Linked DNA regions of Sus scrofa: region 2 is linked to region 1. Evidence: chromatin contacts called from public HiChIP or PLAC-seq data. All regions are on one chromosome and are shown on one strand. Each heading gives the region's core, a stretch centred on a gene start, on an enhancer-like site or on the middle of the called end of the contact. The rest is flanking DNA. Distances are from core to core; before and after follow the strand shown.

What was found. HiChIP or PLAC-seq counts read pairs in DNA pulled down with a chosen protein or histone mark.
Region 2: an H3K27ac HiChIP or PLAC-seq map of skeletal muscle shows a contact between it and region 1, with 4 times the contacts expected there. The contact joins the enhancer-like site here to the promoter of MAN1C1 in region 1. A contact is called at or near these places in 3 of 5 promoter capture datasets (liver and skeletal muscle), 19 of 47 Hi-C or Micro-C datasets (adipose tissue, alveolar macrophages, blood and 11 more) and 1 of 2 datasets of contacts at active chromatin or transcription factors (skeletal muscle).

What each region holds. Positions count from the first base shown.
Region 1 is chr6:83,087,601-83,093,685 of Sscrofa11.1, forward strand. It overlaps MAN1C1 (mannosyl-oligosaccharide 1,2-alpha-mannosidase IC), which reads left to right and starts at 2,342. Exons shown (of 12, transcript XM_021095595.1): 1 at 2,342-3,908. The coding sequence starts at 3,387.
Region 2 is chr6:83,190,034-83,196,118 of Sscrofa11.1, forward strand. It overlaps MAN1C1 (mannosyl-oligosaccharide 1,2-alpha-mannosidase IC), which reads left to right. Exons shown (of 12, transcript XM_021095595.1): 3 at 5,029-5,144. Among named protein-coding and RNA genes, the nearest start is that of SELENON, 54 kb to the right of the region's middle. Within about 2 kb of position 2,463, at least 23 of the 83 cell types and tissues checked have an H3K27ac peak or open chromatin away from gene starts, as enhancers often do. A contact at or near this core is called in adipose tissue, liver, mesenteric adipose tissue and 4 more, where this site is marked.

The sequences.
Region 1 (6,085 bases), core at 1,092-3,591:
TAGGGCAGTCAGAGAGGTGACTGAGCCATGGTCCTTGCCATGAGGAACTAAGTCTGCTGTGGAACAGCTTGTCAATATTAAAAATCCAGTGAGAGAAGAAAGAGCCGCAGTGTGAGTCAGGTTCATGGGGGCTGGGGTGTTTGGGGGATGGAGACTTCCAGAGTTTCAGCAAGCTTGTTAGGGAGATTGTAAAAGGTTATGGTATCACCAACCAGTATAATCATCAACACGGCATCGGGTTGAAATGGAGTTGTCCTTTCTGGGCTCTGGCTTTTGTAGCCTGAGTCTGTGGATTCCTGCTGTAGCCTCATTTTCTATCCCGGCTCACCAGTGTCCCAGACAGGTCTAGATGTGACAATGACAGTAAGGAACGAGTCCCAACAGACACAGCCTTCTGAGCCTCAGCCTCACCCTCCTCCCCTTCTCCTGGGTCCTCCCTTCTCGGGGGACTTTAAACAGTGATTCTCCTACACTCTCAATGTAGAGCTATGTGGGGTGCTGCCTGGTTCTCCAAAGACAAGGCTCCCCCTTCCTAACGTGGGTCCTGGGAGGGAGATGCTTGTGTGTTGGAGATTGGAAGGAGCCTAGCCAGCATCCCGGTGGGTCACATGCTTGTCTCTGATGTTCACAGCTGGTTCCAGGGAATTGACTCCTGCCAGTCAAACTCATGAGAGACTGAAACATCTGAATCAGAATTGACATTTAAGTTGGGTGTACTTGTGGGGTTGGGAGTGACCAAAATATTTGCACCTGTTACCCAGAGCAATCTTTTGTTTTCAATTGAAAGAGATTTGCACACTCAGGATGTTTGAATATCAGGGGAGGGTCTGCTGTCAGTGGCCTGGCCAGAGGTAGAAGGATGTCTGAGTCCCAGTGGCCCATCATGTAAAAGGCCTCAGGGAAGAAGCAAGATTTATGAGGTGAGAGCCTGCCTGGGCTACTTCTTCTGTAGCAAAGGCCTCCCTGCAGTATTTTCTGTCTCATCAACACTGCATTTCATTTTAAATTACAGCTGAAAGCAGATATTTTCCCTCTTGCCTATTACACCTCTTAATTTGTCTCTCCCTCTGCTATTTGTCTCTATAAAGTGTCTTGCATGAAAGACCCACACAACACAATGTTTCTCTGCCTTGGGTTTGGTTTAACAGAAAGGGAAGATGCAGAGAGAATTGAATCCTGGAAGGAAGGTGTGAGGGTCTTGGGGTTGAGATACACCTGTGTCTAGGAATATAAGCCTGACTGTGTGTATAAGTGCATGTTTTTGAACCTATCTATTGTGTGTCTGAGTTTGTGCATGTCAGTACTTGTACTGATATGTCTTCATGTACTTTGGAAAATCACTTGGCGTCCATACCTAAATTAAGTGTATGTTTGTGTGCAGGTACACACCCACATGCAATCTCTGAGTGCATCCATGTCTATGCACTGGAGCACACATGTGCACATAAACACACGCAGGCATCTGGGTACGCACATCACCTGATGTGTATGGTCTTCTGCGCACATGACCAAGGTTCCTTCTCCTTCCTTGCTCTGGCACCGCTGCGGTTAGCTTCTTTATCTGCCCTACCCAGGGGGCCGGCCTGGTTTGGGGCTGTGGGAAAAGGAAGGCAGAGTTGTGGTCTGCGGGAGGGGGTCTAGTGGAAACACTGCCTTAGCCCGGCCCAACCGCCGGGTTGGCTTGGCTCCAGCCAGCCCTTCCTCACAGCCTGCCACAGCAGCACCACGGCCGCCCCTGCGGAAGCTCTCGGGTTCCCTGGGCAGGCCTCCAGCTCCCCGCCAATCCCGGACTGGCACAGAGGGGTGAGTGAGATTACCAAACCACTACGAGAACCCTCCAGACCAGCTGGGGCTCGTGCCCCCTCCGGGGGACCGACAACTGTAGCGGCGAGGGCGGGGACAAGGGTGGGAGGCGGTGTCTCGGTCTCTCCCAGTCCAGAGAATGCTGGGCACTAACCAATGGGCGACTGCGGCCCAACGGGGATCCCTCCGAGGCAGCCAATGACCTCGCTCCGCTCTCCACCCCCGCCCTCGCCAACCCCGCGCAACTGGACCATTGGTGCCGGCGGGATGGGGCGGGGTGGGGGTGGGGGTAGTGTGCTCGGCGCCGGCCCTTTGAGGAAGGGGGCGTGGCTTGGAGTCCCAGCTCCTCTCCCCACCCGGGCTCAGGCCCTGCACTCCTTACTCCAGCCGCGAGGCCATTGGCCTGGCTGCGGCGCCGCGGCGGTGGTGGACCGCGGGACGCGCGCAGTGGGCGTGGCCCGAGGGCGTGGCCCGACGGGAGGCGGGGCCGAGGGTGCTGTCTCAGTGAAAGCCGGAGCTGCGGCGGCAGCGGCGGGGGCGTCCGGGCGGTGTGCGCGCCTGTGGGGCGCAGGCTCGGCAGCGGCGGCGCCGGCGGTGGCGGCGGCGGCGGCGGCGGCGGTGGAGGAGGCTCAGCCTGCGGCTGCAGCGGCCCGTCTGGAGCGGCCGCTGAGAGGAGGCCAGCTGCAGCGGGGGAGGCGCAGCCGGGACTGCGCGCTCCGCGGAGCCGGCGGGGACCGGGAACAGGTGATCCCAGCAGGAACCCGGAGCCCCACCGAGTTGGCGGGGCGGGAGCTCGCACTCCCGGGCGCAGCTGCAGCCGCCCCGCCGCGGCTGGTCGCGGACGGTGCCGGGCACCGGACCAGGGCTCGGGCATCCCTCTGCTCCTGGGGACCCGGGAAGCCCCTACCCCTGCAGGCTCCGAAGTGTCTGCTCCCGCTCGCCGGCGCCCGCTCCGCGGCGGAGCAAAGTTGTGGACGCGTCCCCTTAGCCGAGCCCCGGCACTGCCGCGACCCGGCTGGGCCGGCGCGCTCTCTGAGCGCCACTGACACTCCAGCCCCGCTGCCGCTTCGCCCCCAGAAGGTGGCCCCTTCTGGAAACTGCTTCTGAGGCTAAAACTTTGGGCCGAGGGGTTGAGGGCGGCTCGGCGCGGGGACGAGGCCTGCGGGCTCCCCTCCGCGCCAACAGCGTGGGCGCCGTGGACGGCATGTGACGGCCCCGGCGGCGGCCGCAGCGCGGGAAGGCGCGGGCCCCGGGAGCTCCGGCCGCTGCGAGGAGGGGCTGAGCGGCGGCCGGAGAAAGGGCTGCGGCAGGCGGCCGACCCTTGCGGGCCCGGGCCCCGCCGCCTCGCTCGCCCGGGCCCCGCCGAGGTCGCTGCGCCCCCACCCCGGCGCGGGAGGACGCGCCCCAAACTCCCTGAACTTCAGGAGCCGTCCCCGAGAGGCGAAGCTCTCAGGGACACCCACCCCGAGAGACGCTCCTCGACGACCTACTCTCCCCGAGCCCCCAGCTGACAAGTGCCTGGACTCCAAGGGCCTCAGGGGCCTGGCTGGAGCTGACTGTCCCTAGCCCTGTGCCCGGCCACGATGCTCATGAGGAAAGTGCCCGGCTTCGTCCCGGCCTCCTCGTGGGGGCTGCGGCTGCCGCAGAAGTTCCTCTTCCTTCTCTTCCTCTCCGGCCTCATCACCCTGTGCTTCGGGGCCCTCTTCCTGCTGCCCAACTCTTCTCGCCTCAAGCGCCTCTTCCTGGCCCCCCGGACCCAGCAGCCCGGCATGGAGGCAGTGGCCCAAGTCGCCGGCCACTCTCTGGCCCGCGAGCCGGAGTCACCTCCCAACCCGGCCCCCGCGGCTCCAGCACCAGGCAAGGACGATCCCAGCAGCCAAGCCAGTCCCCGCAGTCGGAAAGGATGGCCAAGGCGCACCCGCCTCGTTGAGTTACGGGAGGAGGTTGCCGCGGCCCCCCTCAGACCCCAGGAGGGGAGCATCCAGTCTAGCTTTGACTTCAACGCCTTCAGGAGCCGCCTCCGCCACCCGGTCCTGGGGACTGGGGCCAACAAGAGTAAGGAGCCCCAGAGCCTAGTTCAAACCCAACGGGAGAAAATCAAGGAGGTAAGGACTGTCTTTCCCTCATGAAAGAAAAGACCCACTGTGCTTCCATCCATTTGCCCTGGGCCCCAGTCACTCCCCTGCACGCTGGTCTACTCTAGGCCCTCTAGGCACACTCTGCACCCTCCTCTCTCCTCCAAAACTTCCTACCTTCACTCCTTCCTGCACACTTTTCCACCACTGGGTTCAGTTAATCATCCCCACGCCTAGCAGGTGGTAGCTGAACCACTGGACCAACTTTGCCCCATCTGCAGACTCTGGTCTTTCTAGTCCAGTCCTCAGTCCAGGTGGGCTCTGCTCCCTCTCTTTGTAGGGTTGCCGATAAGATTTTGATGGAGTTGCTAGTAAGGTTCATTAATGGACAACCTTTCTCCTTGAAGGGACCAAGGCCACGTTCTTTCTTAATGTGTGTCCTTCAGTCACGACTTCTCCCAAACTCCTGTAGAATCTACTACCTGGAAATCAAGGATTTGGGGGGTATTTGGTGTCTTGCAAGTATTTTGTAATCAAGCCAGCAACCTACAAACCAGAGAATGTTGTGCATTCTTGCTAACTGTTTCTATTGAGCTTTGGAACAATTGTACATAATCGCATGTGATGCAGGGAGCAGTGATCAATAAGGCAGTGGTAATGTTATAGAAGCTCTGAGGTTATTGCCTTAATGAAGCAGGTCTTGGACTTGTGCCCTGCAGGGATTTTACCAGAGAGAGGTTAGAAGGATCACTTTAAGTCTGAATCTTAGTATTAGTTCAAGAAACCAAAAGCAAATTCGCCTCACCATGGCTTGAAGACTGTTGCCAAGCCACCACTGATAACTAAATGTTCTACTCAACCACTGTTGGAGCTGCCTGCTGTTGGAACCTCCTGCATGAGGATTTTGCCCAGCATTGCAGAGGGGGCTGCAGTGACACCCCCGGGCCACGAGGGGGCTGTGGGCAAGCAGTGGGCCAGGGTCTCCTTCCTAGAAATAAGAGGATGCTCCCCCATGCCCGTGGGCCCAGAAGGAAAGGACTGCTTCTGTCTGGAGTTCTTGGTTTGCTGCAAAGCAGTAAGCAAGTCTGCTCTGATTTCCGGAAGGGGCAGGCAGCAAGGGTCAGGACCTGCCCTGCCAGGACTTACTGAGAGCCAGTGGAGAGCTTAGCTGTCCCCCCTCTCCCTCTCCAGTCTGTCCTCTCTCCCAACACCCACTTCTCCCCTACTCATCTCCGCTCCTGTTACTCAGCCTTCCATGCTAAGCCTTGTGGAGACTCTATCTCAACTAGCAATCACTGGACGTTTTGTGATGTCAAGATAGAAAACCACAAAGATGAGTCCTTATTTTGTATGTATGCACAATCGCAGTTTCTAAATTTCTGTTGAAATCCCACAGTTAACCTCTGAAACTTGCAAGGCTGAGGAAGGGCCATTATTTCTCCTTTGTTGGTTAAGGAGCTGTCTTGTTGAACACTCACCTGAACCACCCCAGCTCCCTTTCCCAAAGCTGCCTCTGAGCACATTAACCCTATTATACCTGCTTGGAGAGCAATAACGCCCAGTGATATTGCATATAAAATGCGCATGTGCAGTTTTTCATGGAGCATAGCGCTGCCGTCAGGTTTTCAAAAGGATCCCCCAAAGGATTAAGAATTAACTCGTCCTTTTCAGAAGAGGTGCTTTCTGCATTTGCATCTAGATATGTGACCCATTTCTGAAAGCCTGTGGTCGGAAGCTGTGGTAGGAAGGGCTGGCTGGCTAATGGGGAACCAGGCTCTGCCTCTCAAAAAGAGAGAACCTCTCTTATGGGCTTAGGTTTCTGGCAGTGATGTGCGACAGTGGCTAGGGGTGGAGGGAGATGTGGAGACTGCCTTGCAGGTGGGTGCAAGCTAACACAATGGGTGGTCTGTGTTGGTTGCCGGAAGTCTTGATCTTTCTGTCTGGCATATCTGTATACCCCTGGTAGTTGCTGGAAGCCTCCTTGTCTATACCTGCAGTTGGCCTTCAGTGAGCCCTGTCTTAGTACCTTGAAGACCTTAAGCTCCACAGAATGGAGGGGACTGGACTGTATACACCACTATATTTTGAAGCCTATTGTCTCTTCAGGCTTCTTGAGTTTGGACCACCCCTCTCCGCTAACGACCTGAAAAATGTGGGGCAGAGTGTTTGGTTTAGCTGTTAACACAGAGTTAACTTCCCTAGTGTCC
Region 2 (6,085 bases), core at 1,213-3,712, 100 kb after region 1:
GAGACAAGATTGAATCACCAAGGGACGGAAGGAAAGCAGAGAAGAGGCCCAAGGACAGAGCCCCAGGGACCCCAGGCTTTCGGGGCCTGGATGGGAGAAAGGACCAGCAAAAAGGACTGGGAAGAAGCTGGCACTGGGAAGATGAAGAGTGGCATCCTGAACGCCAAGACCCAGCACAGAGCGAGCATGATGCCAGGGAGTTAGGACAGGCTCCAGAGATGGGCCAGCGTGGTCTCCAGGCCTGCTGCCTCCCCCTCTCACTCAGCAGCTGGCTCTTGAGCATGGAGACCAATCTGCTGCAGGCTGAGCCCCTGCTATTACGAGGACAGGGACAGTAAATGGATGCCTCCTTTATAGTGTGATGAGGACAGGAGCACTTCTCTTGGGGATGAGGGTGCACAGGGTAGGGGCACAGAGGGTGGGCCCTGAGGGCTGGGGAAGACTTCTCAGGGAGGGAGAGACTCCATGCAGACCTCAAGCAGAGGACCACAATGGCTTCCTGGACCAGGAGGCGCTGGGGTGGGCTCTAGCCCGCACGGGAGAAGGTGGCATGGGGAAGGCGATCCTAGCAGACTTTGTAGCAGTCACTGAAGTCGAGGCATCTGCTGAGGTTGCAGGGAATGGCGAGTGGCCCGTTGGGGTTGAGGGCTCTGGCCCTTGTGGTTGCTTGGAGGTAAGGCAGGGAAGGGGTGCAAGAGAGGTGGTGGGAACCTTTGACCTCAAGGAGCTCACTGTCTAGTTAGGGGGCGAGACAGCTCCACAGTGCAGAGTGGGAATGGAGAACACTGAGCGGGACGCCTGAGAAAGTGCTTTGGGAGCTCTCTGGGCAGGAGGTTGGCTGGCTGCAATCAGGGAAGGCTGCCGGGAGGAGGCCTTGAAGAAGGTATAGGTTTTGTCTATGCCCGGATGCACAAAGAAGTCTTGTTGGCAAGACCATATGTGCAGGGGTAGGGAGGCTGGAGCGTGCAGCCTGTGTCCAGGAAGCAGAGCTTGTTGGGAGGTGATATTAGCCAGATCCTTTGAAGCCCAAAAGGCTTGACCACTACCGTGTACTTAGTGCATGGGTATTGAGAAGCCATTGCAGGTTCCTGAGCCGGGGAGGGGCACAGTGGATCTGGTTTTAGGAAGACAGGTCAGGGACAGTGTACAGGGTGAATTGGAGTGGAAGGGAGGGGTCCTGGAAGTAGGTAGACCCTTTCAGAGGCAGGGGCACATTCAAGTCAGGGGTACAAAGGCTCAGCAGCAGATGCAGGTGGGACCCATATGACGCTTTTCCCTTAATTTCGGCCAAGGCTTTTGCAAGCTGCGCCTCATGCCCACACTGCCCTACAGGGTGGGGAAAAGCCATACTGCAGGAGCATCACAAAGTCTCAGCGACCCCAGAAGCCGTTGTGGAAGGGCTGCCCAGGACCAGCTTCTGTTTATGGGGGCAAGCTCACATGTACCCAACGTTGTGCTACCTCCTTTCCATCCACTGCCCCATTTATCCCTCCCAGCAGCCTTACGAGGTGGGTCCTACTATAATTTCCATTTTGCAGATGAGAAAAATGGGGCTCAGTGAGGTATAGTGACTTGCGCTTGTACACAGCTTATGCATAATTGAGCCAGGATTTGAATCAGCATCTCCCTGGCCAGGCCAGTGTTTCAAGGGGAGCTAAGGACCCCCAGAGATAAGAACAATGAATTGATTTGTCAAGCACTTACTCTGTGCCAGGCATGTGTAGATGTCTTTATCAGATGTATTATATGATACCGTTACCCACCAGCTCAGGAACCCTCAGTGGCTCCCTAGTACCCCAGCCCAGTGGTCTTCACCTCATTTTACAGGTGAGAACTTTAACACTGACAACAAATGTGTTGCTGGCCCAAGTCCGGATTTGAACCCAAAGATGTGTTCTTTTAACAGATCTCACTGCCTCCTGCCTGTCAGGAAGGGGAGGGAGCGGGGGTCCTTTGTGCACAGCGAGGGTTCCAGACCCAGGAACCAAAGCTTCCAGGCGGGCTGCCTGACTGTCCGTGCCCGTTGGGGGTCTGTTTACTGAATGGGCAAGTGTCTTTTTCCCCCGGGGAGCTCCCCAGGCCGCTGCAGGTGCAGATAGAGTTGAATCCAGGATAGGGCCTTCTCTCCTGCCCAGCCTGGCCGCCAGGTAACCCCTGGCCTGAAAGAAAAAGCGTTCCAATAAGTGACTTCCTGGCCTGCAGCCTAGCCGTGTTGGGGAGGGGGCGGGGGCGGGGAGGAGAGGAGGCCTCAGGAACCCAAGAGCAGGGGCAGAACTTGCCAACAGATCTCTTAGCGAGCTGCCTCGGGAGTGTTTAGGAAGGATAGCTGGTCATGAGGTGCCCTGGCTGCCCTCCCGGCCCAGCTGAGGCCGTGGGGACTCTGGGCTCAGGGTCGGCCCAGGGGACAGAGGGCCCGTGGGGTGAAAACACCAGGCAGCCTGGGGCAGGATTCAGAAATCAGATACTCCGGGCCTCCCCTCCCTTGGCCTTGAAGGACACACAGCCTGGGCTCCTCTTCACTGGTCAGAGCAGCCTCCTGCCCCTGCGGGGGAGGGGTTAGCAAGCAGAGCTGAAATTGTCTTCACGGGGAATTGAAGGCCCCTTTCCTTGTGGAAAACACACCACACTGGGCCCTGGCTGGGGCTCCACGCCTCCCTCAGTCTTATCTGGGGCGGGACCTCCCTGGGGTCCTCATCTATGAAATTTAGGGGTAAGGGAGTGGGATCTCAGAAACCCCTCCAGGCCTTTAAGAAGTCAGGTTTGAGGCCCCGTGGTTAACAGGAAGAGGGCCTGGCTTCAGAGCCAGGAGTATGGACACCAGGACTCTCTCAGCCTCTGTCCACATGTGGCCCATCAATGCCCCAAGGCCTGGGCACCTCAGGCGGGTAAGGAGTTCCCTTGAACTGTGTTCAGCCTTGGACACCTACAGGGGAGGCAGCCAGGATAAACCAGGAAAAGATCAACTTTGTTTGGCTTTGAGTACGTTTGCCTACTAATCCCTAAGTGTAGGAAGGATTGACACTCTGGAAATTCACTTCAACCCAAGTGCCAAAGCCATCCCAGGACACGTGCCTCTGGATTGCAAAGCGTCCGCGTGCCCCCACCCTTCCCTCCCTCCACTCTTCCTGGCAAACCCTCCCTTCTGGAAATGGGTCTTTAACCTCCAACTTCTCCTGGATCTCCCTCCCATCCTTTTCCGGGCCATGCCTTTTTTTAATTTATTAGACCTTGCCCAGTCTAGAGAGGCGGTTAAGTGTTTGGGTTTCACAAGGATTCTCTGCCTGCAAAGTCAACACGAGTGAGCAGCTAGGGAAGCACTAATTAAGGAGATTAAATGTGAACTCTGAATGCGGGAGAGGGGGGCCACAAAGCCGTGCTTCAGACTCAAGTGGGGCCCGCGGCGCCTGTCAGCAAGCTCTTGTGTTCACTGGGGGAAGTTGGAGCCCCTGTGTCTCAATGCTTTGAGCCTATGCAAGGAGGACACTGAAGAAACAATTGCTCCTCTTAAGCTACCCTCTAGTCCCTAAAAGAAATTGCTGCTGCCTGCAATGACTGTACTCAGAAGGAGTTGATTGGAGGCTGCCATCTCTTCGGAAGCCCTCCAGATGGCACCAAGCAAGCTCCTCCCCCGCCCCGTCACCGTCCTCTACCAGCCAGGCCCTGGCTGTCCCTCATGGGAATGTCGTCTTCGTCACTCTGCTATCCAGTCTGTGATGTGGAAAACTGCTCCATTTTCTCAGCCTTTATTTCCAGGACAAGATTCTAAGGCCCCGAGGCAGGGGCCAAGCCTGGTAGCTCATGCTTTATGTACTCACGGGCTTAGAGCAAGAGTGGCCACGGAATCTTTGGGTTTTGCATTTGTTGGTTGCTTTGCCCAAACTGTTTCCAAGAAAGAAAGGGAAGGAAGGAAGGAAGAGAAATTAATTAATTTCTGGTTATAAAAATAATCCATGAGCTGAAGAAATCAAGAAGCACCTATAATCCCAGCATAGAGAGGAGATAGCCACTGAATCATGTCCTGCCAGACTTAATTGTGTCCATGGTGGCATACAGTAAAGAAATTCTATTGCCTTTTTTTTTTTCAATCTACTTTTTTTTTAGTTTAACAGATCCCATGGATGGTGCCCCAGCTAACACAGGTCTTCCTCACCTGTGTGCATGTCTGCATAGTGTCCTATTTTATATACAAGCCACAATGGGTATAACGAATCCACTATTGTTGGACTTGAGGGTTTTTTTCCCCAACTTTCACCCATTATATGCTGCAATAAGTATCTTTCTGGATCGATATTTATGAACATCTTTTTTTCCTTAGAATAAATTAAGAAATGGAATTGAGGAGTTCCCGTCGTGGCGCAGTGGTTAACGAATCCGACTGGGAACCATGATGTTGTGGGTTCGATCCCTGCCCTTGCTCAGTGGGTTGAGGATCCGGCGTTGCCATGAGCTGTGGTGTAGGTCGCCGACGCAGCTTGGATCCCGCGTTGCTGTGGCTCTGGCATAGGCCGGTGGCTACAGCTCCAATTGGACCCCTAGCCTGGGAACCTCCATATGCTGCGGGAGCAGCCCAAGAAATGGCAAAAAGACAAAAAAAAGAAAAAGAAAAAAAGAAATGAAATTGAAGAGTCAGAGGACTGGAACATTTGTTATGATTCTGTAGACCCCCAAGTCAGTTCATCTGCCCCATCCCCGCCACCCCCAGCCTCAGAGAAAGGTGGCAGATGCCTGGCTGGCACTGATGGTTGACTTGCTGGCAGACATAAGAGTGGACCAAGTTCTGGGAAATGGCTCAGCCATTAAACTTGGTCTCCCTGACCTGCCACCCACTCTTTGCTGTCCTGAGGAGGAAGCAGCCCATAGCAGGACTCTGGGTCTTAGACATGCCTTCAAAGGCCCAGAGTCCCCCTGGATGGTGCCCGAGAGCCTGGCCAGGTGTTTAGAGGAGGCCTGGGGAATGGTGGCTCACATGGTTGGAGTGGAAAGGGTCAGAATGACCCTGAGTCACAGCTTCATCCTCTGTGCCTGCAGGAGGCCTCAGCGGGGCCACAGTCATTGACTCCCTCGACACCCTCTACCTCATGGAGCTGAAGGAGGAGTTCCAGGAGGCCAAGGCCTGGGTAGAAGAAAGCTTCCACCTGAATGTGGTAAGTCAGAGACCCTGGGGTATTAGGGCCAGAAGGGACTGGAGAGATCAGCTACCAGCTCCCCCACCGCCATCACCTCTGAGACCCAGGCTGCCCAGCAGAGCATTCTTGGAAGTGGGGCTCCATGCCCTCATGCTGAGGCCCCTCCCCTCAAACCAGCCTTAAGGCGGGGGACATCCCGCCACCCCTGGCTGGCTCATGAGTACTTACCAGCCTGATCTCCCTGGCATGGAAGACAGCCTTGCTTCCCCTCGCTGGGCTCTGGGCACATTGCTCACACCCAGAAGCCCCTTGTGGGACTGAGTCTGTCTGACAGAACAGCAGCAACAGGGACTCTGGGAAGAGAAGAGTGGTTATCTGCTCGGAGCTGCTCTAACCTGCTGCCCTCGAGATGGCTGAGAGGGGCGGCGGGGCGGGCGTCTGGCTTGAGGCCTGTGACCAGGTCTGGGACCCACTTGGCTTCCAGCTTTGCAGGTGTCTAGGCAGGGACCAAGGCCTGGGGGAGGTGATGCCCATATGCATGGCTGGCACAAAAGCCTTAAATACCAGATGCCACTCCCACTGATCTCCCAGTGGAGGAACAGATCCATCCTGGGGGTCTGAGCTCACCGCAGAGAGAGGCTCTTTAGATGGTTTGGGGGAGCAAGACATGGAGACAGATGGGTGGGGGCAGGGTCACACTCTAGGGCTCCAGCCTGGGAAAGGCCGTTAGCCCCCCTGCGCCTTAGTTTTCCCAACCAAACGGCTGTACAACAAGAGCGCCTCATTCACAGGCTCTTGAGGACTGACCGCCACAGAGGGCTGTAAAAAGCATTTGATAACCCGCTAAGGTCTGACACAGATGCAAAGCGGTGCCACCATCATTGTGATAATTTTGAGGCTTGTTAGGACTTCTGCAAGTCTGTGCGAGGCGCTCGCAAGTGCAGAATCCTCCCATTTTC